Linked DNA regions of Mus musculus: region 1 is linked to region 2. A link is a contact called in public HiChIP or PLAC-seq data. All regions are on one chromosome and are shown on one strand. The core of a region is the stretch at or near the end of the contact, and the rest is flanking DNA. Distances in the headings are between cores, read along the strand shown.

Region 1 (6,869 bases), core at 3,471-5,970, 110 kb before region 2:
TTGTCCATCCCTGGCTTTTAAGTGCCTGTGCCCTTAAATGAATCCTTTAGGTCTGCTTTAGGTCTGGCCTTAGATTGTCAAGGGAAGCCCAGTGACATTTAAAAATCGAATTATTTGAGTTATTTGTCTAATACAAAAAAAGATCAAAGTGAGTTTATAAACAGATGCTTCCCTCTTAATCTTGGAGCTCTGTAGTGGAAAATTCAACCAAAGATGGGAAATATTTAGAAAAAACAGAAAAAAAAAAACCCCAAACAATAGAAAATGATACAATAAAAGTAACACAAGTTAAAGATACAATGTGACTCTAGCCCTTCACTGTGCTAGTGTGGCAGGCTCTGTAGCACAAGCTGAGTGCCCAGCCATGTTTCAGAGGCATCTTTCTGAGGCCTTGATAGGTACCAGTTGTACCTTGTTTGCTTTGCTTGTTTAAATGAGAGGCAACCATTTTACTATTCTTTGCCACATAAGGAATTACCTCTCTTCAAATGAACTTAAAATATCTCCTATTTTTAACTAAAAATATACTCCTATTTTTAACCGAGTGTTTTCTTTTGAGTTTTTGTTCTCAAGGTTCTGTTGGGTCTTCTGTTAAAAAGGAAAAAAAAAAAAACTCTTTATAATGGAAATTTTCAAATCCGGTAATGTGTTGAAGCCTCGGGCAATCCTGTTCTTGCCCCACCCTACCCATATCCTGTCTGCTGCAGGCTCTAAGCCGAGGGGAGAGGGAAGTGTCCTGGGTAGGGTGAGGCAGATAAATCCCTTCAGCCCTAGAGGGTGGATTGCTGCAGCCCTAGTTCCTATAATAGTAGTACATGCTGGGATTTAGTACTGAGGTGATGGGAATTACTTATTCAAAGAGACTGGGTTTCCAGTCAGTTCCTCAGTGTGCCCATATATTGAATGAATACTAATTTTTCTTGGTGAGTGGCCAGAGAAAGATACATTACTATTTTGAAGGTAAATGTGTTTTAAATCTATGTGCAAATATTTTAAAATTGTAGCCAAGACAGTCCGCAGATACTGTTCAGTAAATTGAAGTCTAAACAACATCCAAGAGGGTAGAGAGGAATTGGAAGTGAGGCCTGAGGGAAAGGGTGGCTTGTTTGTGTCACCCCAGAGCCAGATGTCCTAGGAATAGTCTGGGAGGAGATGGATGGATGGACTCTTACCATAGGGCAGAGGCGACTGGATGCATGGGAAGAGTGATACTTGGTTCTTATTGGTGGGGTGCTAGGGGGGCATCCATCTTTTAGGGCTCTTGAGGTGTGGCATGTAGTCTGCCTCTCTCTGGGCTCAGAGCCAGTCTCAGCTTTCCTGGAGCCATTCTGTTTGGCAAACAGACCTGGGAGGAGAGGTACATTGAGGGGACTAGATCTTCTCTTCTTTTAGAGGGGTGGGCTGCTCTGTGTGGGGCACTAAGAATCAGGAGGTGATTGTACAGTTCCCACAGAGAGCAGGGACTGAGCCTGGCCCTTCATGGATGGGGTAGAACTAAGAAGCAAGAGACCCGTCAAAGGCATTGACAGTAGCACTTCTGGATGGAGGGGGGTCAAGTCCCTGAGAGTGCTCGATGGGATGACTGTCTTCCCTCCATGCCTCTACTCCATACTGCTTCTTGCTGCCTCCTGCTTCTCTCAGAAGTCAGAACCTCAGCCAAGTTTCTGGCCTTAGGGGCCAGTTTCTCCCTAAAGTGAGGGAGGAGACTTGGTAACCATTTTCCTGGCTTATGCATTCTGTGGGCCCTTGATTAGACCTACAGCTGGAAGGAGCACAATGAGGATGTAGGAGTGCCATTTGTTATTTACAATTTTCTACCTAAAGAAAATCTGGGCTAAAATTAACACACCAAGTAATGAGTTCCGTTATCTTTGTCTGTTTTGCCTTGCTAAGTGTGGAGCCCAAGTTCTGGATATTCTAGGCATGTGCTCTGCTACTGCATTGCACCACCAGGCTCTGCTGTGGTTTCCGTGCCCAGGGCTTTGTTTGACCCACACTGACCTTGGATCTACTGTGTAGTGAAGAACTTCTGTTCTTCCAGTTTCTACTCCTAATGCGACCATAAGCATGTGTGGTGCTAAGGATCAAATCCAGGGCTTCTGGCAGCCTAGGCAAGCACTCATCTAGCTGGGTCACATTCCCAGTTCTCACGCCTGTTTGTAGAAGAGTCAGGTAGCTGTCCTTTAAGAGACTGTAATACAGTAAGTCTAGGAGTTGTGGAGTCTCAGGCTGTGGTCTCTTATTTCCCTTGGTGTCTTCTTCACAGTAATCAAGGACGTGTTCTCTTTTGGGAAAATTTGTTACTGGAAGCCTCTGTCCTAACAGCGGAGAAGTTGAAACTTCCCAAAGCAATTTATTAGGTTACTTAAAATAAACACGGTGTTTGAGATACTCTCGAACTTTATTTCATAGAGCATAGGAATTACCAAATATAGTTAGTTAGAATTGAGAAAGACAGAGTTTGCCCATAGAGTATGTGCTGAGAATAGCTTAGGTTTGTGTTGTTTGTGTGTTTGCTTTAAGGCGGTCTTGTTGGGTAGTCCAGATGTCTTCATACATACTTGTGATTCTCCTGACTCCCCAAGTGATGGGATTATAGGACTATGACACCAGGTCTAACTTTACATAGGTGATTTAAAATTTTTATTTTTAAATTTTTTACTTTGTGTGTGTGCGTGCCACATATGTGTGTGCCCATTGAGGCCAGAAGGCCTGGAGCTGAAGGTACATACAATGTAGCTAAGCCTCTCATGAGATGCTGGGAACTGAACTTGGGTTCTTAGAAGAACAGCCAGTGTTCTTAACCACTGAACCATCTCTCTATCCCTTAATTGAAATTTTTTAGAAGATTTACTTTTAAGTAAGTGTGTGTGTGTGTGTGTGTGTGTGTGTGTGTGTACGTACATACATACACATTTGCTCCTAGGGGTTAAAGAGGACATCAGAGCCCTTGGAGCACACTATGGTCATGATCATTCTAATAGTTACTTAAAGTTTGTCTTCTAACTGTTTTAACTGGCTTTTACTGTATGAATCTATAGAAATGGGTACCCAGCCCCCAGCCTACCTTTACACCAAGATTACCAAGCCAAGATCAGTGGCCTGCTTATTTCCAGAAGCAATTACACCCTTTATATAATGGGATTCTGTTTCTAGTCCAGTACTGTAATCTATGTTTGTGCATTTTTATTAATTTTTAATTGCCTTCTTCCTCCCTTTCCCCATCCCTTGGGCCTGTGTTTGTTTATAGACCTACTTAGTTGTGACTGTTTCCTGAGAGTGTTCTCAGGTAGCTCCACTGTCTTGAGGATGGTACTGGGTAATGTTGTCCTAGTATTAGCAAGTGGGGTATTAAGGAGAAAAGGTTTTTGACAAAACTCACCGTAAAAGAACTGGCAAGTAGCCAGCCAAGGACTAGAGGAGAAATGGTGGCTCATGTATGAATCTATCCAAGGATGATTGTCGCAAGCACTGTTAGAGACTTGATCAGAAAGCGGAAGCTTCCCTAAAAGCTGGGCGTGGTTGGCTGCACCTGCTTGCTACCTCAGCACACTTGGGAGGTAAGTCATGAGGACCAGGACCTCAGGGTTGCCCTTGAGGAAATTGCCCCTGTGTAGGAAATTCACGACCCCTGGTTGAAGACCCAGCCTGAAAAAACGGCAGAAAAGTCTTCCCTTTCTGTCCCCCTGCTTCCTCCTCTGCCCCTGGAGCCCTGTGAGTTTCTTGTCCTCAGCTTTGTTGTCTGTGGAGTGTCAGACTGATTAGAAATAAGAGTTCTGTTGTCCTGTCACACATGTCGTTAGAGAGTGATAAGTCAGATAAATGTGCAGGAGATGCCAAAGGCAGAAGTAATAAAGCTGCCCCAAAGTGGGTGAGGGGAACAAGAGGTTCAACTTCATGGAGCTTTTTCGTTTACTTTGTTACTGAACTAGAATTAATAGACTGTGGAAAAAGACCTTGTCACCAATGATAATTCTCCCTGAAGGTTGACAGTGACATGTTGGTTCTCCCTGTGGGTGACCTCAGCATAGTGAGGCCCTTGCCTCTGGGGACTTTGGTTTTCCTCTGTAAATAAGGAAATCTATATGGTTGCCTGGATTAGAAATCTGTTTCCTTCTGCAGTTGGGCTGCAATCCCGTGGGAAGGCATGTGTGTGTTGTTGAGTGAACAGTTGAGTGCAGTTGTACCTGGTGCTCTACCCGATTGCCTTTTCTGTCTCTGATAGGTTGGTTGCAGGGCAGGGGAGCCTGGGTTGTGGTACTGTTCCCTTCTGTCAGGTTCTGCTACTGGAGGGAGTGGAAGGCTAAAAGTTCTAACAGGATTGCATGAACATGTTTGTGGCGGGGCTAGTTTGAGCCTTTGCCAATCTTTCATTCTGTAGTGGGAATAAGTAACTAATCAAGAGTAACTCGTGAGTCATAAAACACCCAGGGGATTCCAGCCATGGCCTGAATGGTGCTTGTTACCAGACCAGCATTGCTTCAGTACCTCGTTGACCATTTGCTATGGGTCATTTCTTTCTCAATTTGATTTTTTTTTTTTTTTGCTTTTGTTTTATAAAAATCTCAGTCCTTGGTTTTTCTGAGAATTGTTTTATGCCCCTTCAAGTGTCAACAAATGCTGTGATTTAAAGACTGCTCTTCATTAGAGGTGCTCTGTCCTCTTTGATGTTGATGGTGATACACAGCACAGGAGCACAGGCTCTAGGTCTGGTTCAAAGGTCAAAGCTCAATCCTACTGGGATTAGCTCTCCACAGCTTAATTGCTTTATACTTGGGAGCTGGTTGTGAACGGTAAATGACATGAGAATATCTGGACAGAGTGCTGGGCAAAGGACAGAGTAGGAAACTCGGGAAAGAAGCCCATGAGAAGATGATAAATGAGAAAACCAAGACATGTTCTTTTCTGGTGGCGTGAAGAAGAGTGTCCGAGGGAGGTCAGAGGATGACCTTGTGTTTCTGGGTATGCAGTGGCAGAGGCCAGTCTGACCTCTCTCTGGTGGGTGAGGTCACAGTACTTCCATGCTAAATGACTTTGAAAGCATGTGTCTTCTTTGCCATTTTACTAAAATATTCAGATGGTTGGAAAAGTTAGGTGGCACACTGTCACGTTTTCCGTTAGAGGGGTCGACAGGAGAGAAACAGTCCTGTGTAGTCGGAGATAAGCAGAGCCTGGTGGAGGCAAACCATCTGTGCTTTCCAGAAGACATGCCTCAGTGAACCCCAAAGCCAACTGCATTTTTTTAAAAAAAAGAAAGTAATAATTATCTTTATCTGTTTATTTTGTATACACTTTCAGCTAATGCTACAGGGGAAAATGTTAGAAACCATTCCTATGGTAGAGCTAGGCAGAGATAGTAATGCATCAAATGCTTTAAGCAGGGGCAAAGACAATGAAACATTGTAACTGTACCTGCATGCCAACTGCATTTATACTCACCATAGACTGTTTCTTGTTTGTATGTGATGCAGCCTATCTGTTTTCACTTTTAAGCAGAGGTGTGAAAGAAAACATGTAATCTGTCTGGCAGCCCAGCCCAGCACCAGCAGTCAGTTTCTAACTAGGAGAACCCCTGCATCCACCAGCCCCATGCACTCCCGTGGTGGTGGCTCCAGAGCCATCTGTCTGCTTTGCCTTCCCACCCCAGTTCTTGTGCACCCTGCCACTCGCCATACTTCCAGAATTAGCCCTGCTATACAACCCCCTCAGGTCCTGTCTTGGCCCCTGCTGTCAGTTAAAGCTGTGCCATTAATTGCCTCTGCTTATTTCACTGGGGGCTCTTCTTTGGTGACCTCTCCCCTTAACTCCAGGTTAAAGGGACAATAGTATGGTTAGAGGTGCCTTTGGGTTGATGGCACAGAGACTGTCAGCTTGCACTGGCTCATTGGTTACCACTTCTGCTGCAGATGCACCTGCTGTTGCCTGACCTCTGAAAATGGATCTGGGCCGTTAGCTATTTCTCTTCACTCTCTGTAGGTTGAAGGTTTCTGTTCTGCTGGTAGGATAAAGAGGTTTTCTTTCTTGGGCTCTTGTCTATGAATTGTAAACGGGTGGGGTTGCTTTTCTCGAGCTCCTTGACGCCAGGCACAGCCCTTCTCCCCCCCCAGTGAGAAAGCCATCTAAGCAGCTGTGCCCTGAGCTGCACTGGTCTGGTCCCTGTAGTAACTTAGAATTCTCCTGAAGAGGGAAGGCCTGTCAGTTCCTGGCTCCAACAATATTGTGATGTTTTCTGAGATTTCCGCTCAGGATGGACACTGATCACTATTTCTGAAGCTCAGGTCCCCGAACTCCAGAGAGTCTATGCTCCCTGTTCCCTTCAGTAATAATAGGTTGAGGCCGACTTACGGAATATAAATACTTATATGTAATTCACCAGCCCACAGTCACCAGCGTAAGTGACTTTCCCATTTTTTTTTTCAGGAAAAGGTTATATGTATTTATTGGTCTAGCTTCTACTTTATCTTCACTGCTTTCAGTGACTTTGTCAGATGCCTATGTGTAGGCCTCGCTGACAGGATATGAGGGTGAGCTCGTGTTCCATGGGGGCCCTGAGCTTCAGCTCCAGGAGTCCTGTGGGAAGATGTCCTGTGAGGATACATACAAGAGGCGCTTGACTTGGGTAGCTTCATGTGCAGGGGACTGATCAATGTGGGAGTTGGGCGTTGTAGTGAGCAGCAAAAAAGAAGCCAAAGAGAAAATTCTGGGTTTTCCCCCATGCCCAGGACCAGAGAAAACCGTGTCTGTTAGACATTCTGAAACTGTTCAGTTTCAAGAGTTACAAGTGTTAATCTCTGTGTCCTTCTTTTGGAGGTTCAGTGGGTGGATGAAAATGTCTTAGTCAGTGAAGAACAAAACTGGAGAAATGTGCT
Region 2 (6,933 bases), core at 3,162-5,661:
CCTGCCTCTGCCTCCAAAATGCTGGGCTTAAAGGCATGCACTGCCACTGCCCAGCTGGATAAAATACTACCTGGCCACAACTCTCTTACCATTTAACTCAGACAGAAAGAGAAAAAAGGAGGTAGAATGTATGAATGAAAAGGAACAGAGCATGCTGTCCCAAATCATTCCACTTTGGATTGATCATTTTTAAATTTAATTTTACTTGTTAGTGGGTGTGGGGGGAAGGGGATGAAGATGCATGCGTGGAGGTCAGAGGACAGCCTGTGGGAGTCTGTCCTTCCGTTTGAGCTCCAGGGATCTACTCTAGAATGCCAGTTTTACTTGCTGGGTCATCTCACGTGCCTAAGGATTGTTTCAGGTTGACAGCAACTGATGTACTGAGTCTGAAATTTCTTCCATAGGCTCATGGTTCAGACACTCATCTGAAGCTTCCGGCACTGTGCTGAAGGCCTTGGAGCTTGGCTAGAGGAAGGGCTCGCTAGGGGACAGCCTTTGAAGGTCAGATCTGCTCCCTGTGCTCTTGGCAGCCCAGTTCAATGTTGATTCACTCTAAGGGTCTTGGCCAGGTTTGTTTTCTGTAAATTCAAGAAAAGGAAAACTATTTATTAGGGACAAGGAAACACACACATGCAGCAGACACACAGAGAAAAGGAGAGAGGACCCAGGAAGCTAGGGCTTTAAAGTCTATAAAGAGTTTCTACCTCCTACTATAGCATTGGTCAGTTTAAAGAGAGGCAAGTGATTAATTAGCTCACAATTATTGTGCAACGTGTCCTGATCTGGGCTGACAAGTCTGAGTCTGTACTGGCAGAGAAAGAAACCCTACAAGACCTTTGCTTTAAGATGCTGGCTTTTGTCTCAGGTCAGGAAGGTGAGGAAGAAGCTGGCCGTGTTTGCAAGTTCACCACCTTTATCGCCTACCCATGACCCATTTTCCTATATGCCTACCTTTGTTTTTGTCAGTATCTTGCTGTAGCTTGGAACTAGCTTTTAAAGACACAAGAGTAAGGAAATAGTTGTCCACTGTGGGAGTTACTTTGCTTGTCATAACAAAACACTTGACAGGAGCCATTCGGACTTGGGAGATTATTTTAGCTCACAGTTTCATAGTGGGAATGGCGTGGTGGTGATCATGGCCACCGGAAAAAGTTCCTGTCTGTGGCTGAATTCATAGTTCTCCAGACGAGGAACCAGAGAGTTCAGGCCAGACAGGGTTGAGCTGTAACACTCTTGGCCACACTCTTTGGTCTTGCGCATCTTCCAGTGAGGCCTCATATCCAAGACAGCACCACCAGATGGTGACAAATTATTTAAAATATATGAGCCTATGGGGGACATTTTAAATTCAAGAAATAACATCTTGTGTTCTACAGGACTATTTCTGAGGCAAGCATCAGCATCTGTAGGTGTTCAGCTGTGTCTGCTAGCAAAGGACCATCCCGTTTCAGCTTATTGACAGACTCACATCCCTTCACAGAGGGTCAAGGAGAATCACAGCACCTCACCTGAGCATCCAGCCATTTTGTGTCACTTATTGTATGCAATTCTGCCCTAACTGAATGTAGCCTTGGGGAATGGAAAACTAAGGGAGGAGACTCTATTTATGTTGCTATGGGACGGTTAGCATTTCTGCTGGATAAATACTTTAAAGTGCAGCCTTGCCTTGGGGAGGGGGATGTTATGTGTGTGTGTGTGGGGGAGTGTAGTAGCCACACTGAGGTGGCACAGGTGGCTTGTTTCTTCACTCTCCTGAAGAAGTCCCTCTTCCCCCTAGGTTCTCTCCCACAACAAGCGTGGTGAGGCTTGCTTCCTCGGCTTACCTCTGCATTTTCCCTCGGCAAGCTCGGGGGTACTTACCACCTCCCTGGCTGCTCTGAGAGGACTCAAGGAGTCACGGGTGCCAGCCTGAGTAAGACAAATGACAAAAACTGCTCAGCTTCAGTGGCACCAAGGCCAGCACCCTCCTGGCCTTCAAGGTGCATATCCTTGAAGAAAGGAGATTAGGGTCCCACGCTTAAATCACAGAAAAGAGGTAATCAGAGGTCACAGACAGTTATGGCCGGCCATAAAACTAGTTCCTGATAGCCCCACAAAGGACAGTCTTTAATCCCCCTCCCAGCCTCGGGATTCTGCCCCACCAAATGATATCATGTCTGAGTCATGACTTACCTCACCTGCCTTCCCTCCCCTTCACCCTAAGCATTCAAGGACTTTCTAACTACACTGTATATAAGTGCCAAGACACCTGAGCTCATGGTCACACTCCTTGCCTACTCTGTGGGAAGGTTATCGATTCTAGTCAAGTCTTGTAATAAAGGACTCTTATGCAAATTGCAGTGGACTTCGAAGTTCTTAAGTTCTTCTGGGTTTTCCTGAGGAATCGGGGCATAACAACACTTATTTAGGAAACCTCTCACCTATGCTCTGCAACTCAGCTCAATAAACTCATTGGTGCCCCAGGGTGAACTTCAACGGTACTGTTTTTTGGTTTGCTGTTGGCATTTTAGAGAGGGGGGAAAAGACATCATTACCCAGGGAAGAGATTGTAACAATACTTGTCTAATCCTAGCCAGCAGAGTTAGATAAAACCATGGATGGGTTTGGGACGAGCAATGGTGTTGACCCTGATAGGGAGAATGAGACAAACAGCTGAAGTGAAGTACCATGTGGGGTTGGGGGTTGAGTATTTGAAGAGGAAATTTTTACATGGTGGTTTGTTCCTATACAGCAACAGTGGGAGTAGTGTCAGAGGCCTGGGCAGTGAGACCTGTGAGTAAGGTGAGGTCACCTAAACAGGGATGGCTGTGTGGGAAGTCCCAGGATGCAGTTGTCTTCTAGGTGGTATGAGGTGGCACAGATGTATGATGAAAGGAGCCAACGGGAGGATGTAGAGATGCTTTGAGAACAGCCTAAGGTCTAGAGAACAATACAGGTCCTGGGAGTAGTACACTAGGGCAGAGGTACCAGCAAGCAGTTGCAGAATCCGCCTAATCACTACTGTGGGTAACAAAAGATCTATCCAAAGCTGGGGTGGCACCTGGCTTCTCTGTGTTGGCCTCATATGTAGCAGATCAATTGGATAAAAAAAAGGTGTGTGTGTGTGTGTGTGTGTGTGTGTGTGTGTGTGGCGGGGGGAAATGGAGGTGATGGTCTGACTTTTTCTGTTGGTAGGGCACCAAAACGGGAAGACAACTCAGATTTGACTGTTGTGTGTAATTTTAAAAATGTATGTTTGCTCCTTTGCTCAGGACCACCACACTCTTGGCTTAGTTCTGAGATCACATTCCCACCAGCTCACACTACCTTCTTCTTGAGAGCTGGGCCTGACTCCGTCTGCTCCCGGTTTAGCTCCAAGATCAGCTGCTGCAGGGCTCACTTCCAATTTGCCCATTCCTCACGGCTAGCTTTGCCAAACAACCACAACCGCTCGGCTGCCCTCTTTCTCCTCCTGCCCACCTTAGTTCTGCAGATGAAAAATAGTAAACAGTTATATTATTTTAGAATTAGCCAGATAGCTCAATGGTTAGGCAAAGAGTTTCCTGCCCTAATCTTATCAGCTAGCTCCCACCATCTCCTTGAACCCCACGGAAGCTACAAACTCTAGGTACCCAAAGACCTCACATGTCTGCTGCTTCCAGCTCATCCCTAAGCCTGGTCTGAAGAACCTCCTCTTTTCCTGCATCCCTTTGCTTCCTCTTGGGACCTGGAAGTCCCACCTTTTTCCTTTTGCCTAGCATTCGGCTTTTGCCTTTTTTATTGACACAATCAAGAACCAATCAGGGAAGCAACACCTCCCTCTACATTAGATTGGTAAAATAGAACCACCCCTGAATCCAAAACTTGGAGCCCACGACAGGGATTAGGTAGCAATGAGAAAGAAAGTGAACTCGAAATGGCAGAGGAAGCCCTAAAGTCCAACCTCTAATACAGAGAAAGGGGGAAAAAAGTCTATGACTCAGCTTTTAGCAATGGTACAGTGTAGGAGAGTATTTGGTAATGAGAAAGCATTCAGCGCTAGAGTTGCTGGAATCAGGGAGACTTTCTAGCAATGAAGGAACCCTTTGCCATTTAGCTTATGAAGCTTCAGGGCATGGGGGCCAATGGGATCAGCTTGAGACAGCAGAAGCAGCACTGAGCAATACAACCATCTATCTATCCCTCCTTGAGACAAAGGCATCACCAGTTAAGACAATATGAGAGAAATCAGTCTCTGATGGATTGGCTCACCGGAGCAATTAGGGACAGAGGGTAATCTTCAGTTGAGGTCCCCGTGAAAATCCAGCTCTAAAAACAATACCAGAGTGGATACTCCTGAGGGAACTGGGCATGTAGGAAGCCCAGACAGGACTGTGTCTATGGGAGACTTAAGAAAGAAATGACTCAGCACGGACACAGCCTGGTATGCAGTCTTGGTGTTAAGGCATGACCTGTACAAAGTGGGCGAGGTTTTGGCAGGCCTACTGACTTAGATGAGCACTTAGGCTTGTAAACTAGACTTGAGAGGTGCTAAGACCACCAGTAGGAGAAAGTGAGAGGCAAGAGACAGGAGAAAGAGTTTTGGATGGATTTGGATGGACTTGTGCAGAGCTGGAGCCTCTAAGGACAGAGCTGATGGGTAGCCAAACACTGGGTTTCTGGGCCTGTGGAGAGCTTTAAGGCCAGGCAAGCATTCAGCATAGCAGTATATGGAGCAGGCAACTGTGAGGTGCAGGTGATTTTCACTGCACTACCTGGTACAGAGGAAGAAGGTCCTCAGGATGGGAACTCTCCTAGTTATCCCCGGAAGGGGTGGCAAGGTGACCTACAGGTGAGTACCATACACGGCCACTAGAAGCCTCATGTTGATTAAATTGAATGTGGTTTGAATGAGAGTGGCCTCAATAGGCTCATACAGTTGAATGCTTAATCTCCAGGGAGTGCAACTGAGAAGGAGAAGATGGATTAGGTGGTATGGCTTTGATGGCAGAAGTGTATCACTGGGGGTGGAGTGGGGGTGGGGGGTGGGGTTGGTTTTGAGCTTTCAGGCCTGATGCCTAAAGGTCAGGATGTAAAGCTTCCAGCTGCTGTCTCAGTACCATGCCTGCCTTCTTCCTGCCTTTGGTGAAAATGGACTAATCCTCTGAAACCATAAGCAATTCTCCAAATAAATGCTTCCTAAGAATTGCCTTGGCCATGGTGTTTCTTCATAGCAATAGAACAGTAATTAAGACAGTTCCCCCCAATCTGCAGTCTCTGGGGACACTGGAGTGGACTGGTTCACAGTAAGCCCCCAAAGCACTAGGGCCAGTGAGTGACAGTGTATAGGTATTGTGAGGAAAACAGGTGTTTAGGTGGACTCACCTTAGTTACAGGTCTCATTACCCTCTCTGTACTGCCCCTGCCATGAATCCAAGTAGAACTACAGGAACAACTAAACTCATTCTGTGGGTGGGTGGGTAATTATGCTCCCCCAGAAGTAAAATGTGTGCATCTCTCCTGAAGTGGGAATGAGGGAATTTCTGGTTTCTTTGGATACTCAGTTGTGTCATGTGATTTTTTTCTGGAAGCTGTCTTATGAGAGGATTTTTTTTTTTACAAAAAGATTTATTTATTATTATATGTAAGTACACTTTAACTGTCTTCAGACATACCAGAAGAGGGCATCAGATCTCAATATGGATGGTTGTGAGCTACCATGTGGCTGCTGGGATTTGAGCTCAAGACCTTTGGAAGAGCAGTCAGTGCTCTTAACCACTGAGACACCTCTTCAGCTTCCATGAGAGGATGTTTTACTGAAGCAGATATGTGAGAGGATGTTTTGCTGAGAAAAGACATGTGGTATTTTTCTGGAAGTTGTCTGGTGAGAGGGCATGTGATGTTTCGCTGGAGTGGATGCTTGAGAGGATGTGTTAGGTTTGGAAAGAGTGTAAGTATAAGTATAACCCATCAGACAGTGGACTATGCTCTGGCATTGGTTCACCTTGTAACTCTTTGCTGGTCTTCACTGGCCTTTACTAAGTCTTGTCTTGGCTGACAACATGCCGCAGACCCTCTGGATCCCTTTGTCTGCATGGAATGGGTCTCTAGTCGCAGGTGGGCAAAGCATTGGATGAGATGACAGACAGATGCACACAGGAGAGGTTGTGTAGAATCTGAATGTAATTTGTCAAATCGAACATCAAACTTTTTATACAGAAGACAATAAGGAAGTTGGGTGACACACTCACAAGGTACAAAGAGGTTACTGGATTCTTACATAAAACAGAGGAATGCAAACACAGAAGGTCTAACAGGAACCACCTGGGATAGAATTCATTGTTAACAACTGAGATCAACAAGAGTTCCACCTAAGATTCACTTGATCTTAGAAGCCAGGGTCAAGGGCTTCGTGCCCTTGCCATAGTTCCTATTTTAGTCTATCGTATAGTCCACCTTTCCCTTAGGCCATTGTAAATATGTATGGGTGTAACTCAGCTATCGATAATTCTAAGTATCTACTCTGGTTTCTCCTTAGGTCTGAAACTTCCTTCTTCCTAGATGATGGTAAATTCCTGTGTAGGGCAGTGACCTAGCTTTTATTCAAAGTGATAGTGTAATACCAGAGGCAATTCTGAATGTCACTGAATAGGCAACATTCCTCCTGAATTCCAAGCCCATGGTCTGCTCAAGGACTTTCTAGGACATTGGAACACTGGTGAAGGCTTAGCTATGTCAGAATTCAATCTTAAAAGGCACTTATAATAAGATAATACTAAAAGAGAGCACGTGGATCCATACACCAGACTAATGCGGGAATAGAACATGAGTATATGGGTTAAAGAGAACGCCAGACTCCAGGAGTGAGTTTACGTGAAACTCTCTGTCTCATGAGTGGCTTTTAGGCCTCTCGGCCTGTCAAGCTGACTCGACCAGAGTGCATGGCAACAACACTCTTGCATTTGTTCATCTTGC

The links. HiChIP or PLAC-seq counts read pairs in DNA pulled down with a chosen protein or histone mark.
Region 1: a contact with region 2 is called in an HNF4G HiChIP or PLAC-seq map of pancreatic cancer cells. The contact joins two enhancer-like sites. A contact is called at or near these places in 7 of 39 promoter capture datasets (the 3T3-L1 cell line, 3T3-L1-derived adipocytes, the C10 cell line and 4 more), 5 of 484 Hi-C or Micro-C datasets (cortical neurons, nephron progenitors, reprogramming fibroblasts and 1 more), 8 of 115 datasets of contacts at active chromatin or transcription factors (the SCID.adh cell line, bone marrow-derived macrophages, craniofacial prominence and 2 more) and 1 of 9 other capture datasets (pancreatic islet).

What each region holds. Positions count from the first base shown.
Region 1 is chr11:22,845,417-22,852,285 of GRCm38.p6, reverse strand. All of the region lies in intron 1 of B3gnt2 (UDP-GlcNAc:betaGal beta-1,3-N-acetylglucosaminyltransferase 2), which reads left to right. Among named protein-coding and RNA genes, the nearest start is that of B3gnt2, 11 kb to the left of the region's middle. Within about 2 kb of position 4,720, at least 102 of the 459 cell types and tissues checked have an H3K27ac peak or open chromatin away from gene starts, as enhancers often do. A contact at or near this core is called in pancreatic cancer cells, where this site is marked.
Region 2 is chr11:22,730,574-22,737,506 of GRCm38.p6, reverse strand. No RefSeq gene overlaps it. Among named protein-coding and RNA genes, the nearest start is that of Gm40816, 80 kb to the right of the region's middle. Within about 2 kb of position 4,411, at least 33 of the 459 cell types and tissues checked have an H3K27ac peak or open chromatin away from gene starts, as enhancers often do. A contact at or near this core is called in pancreatic cancer cells, where this site is marked.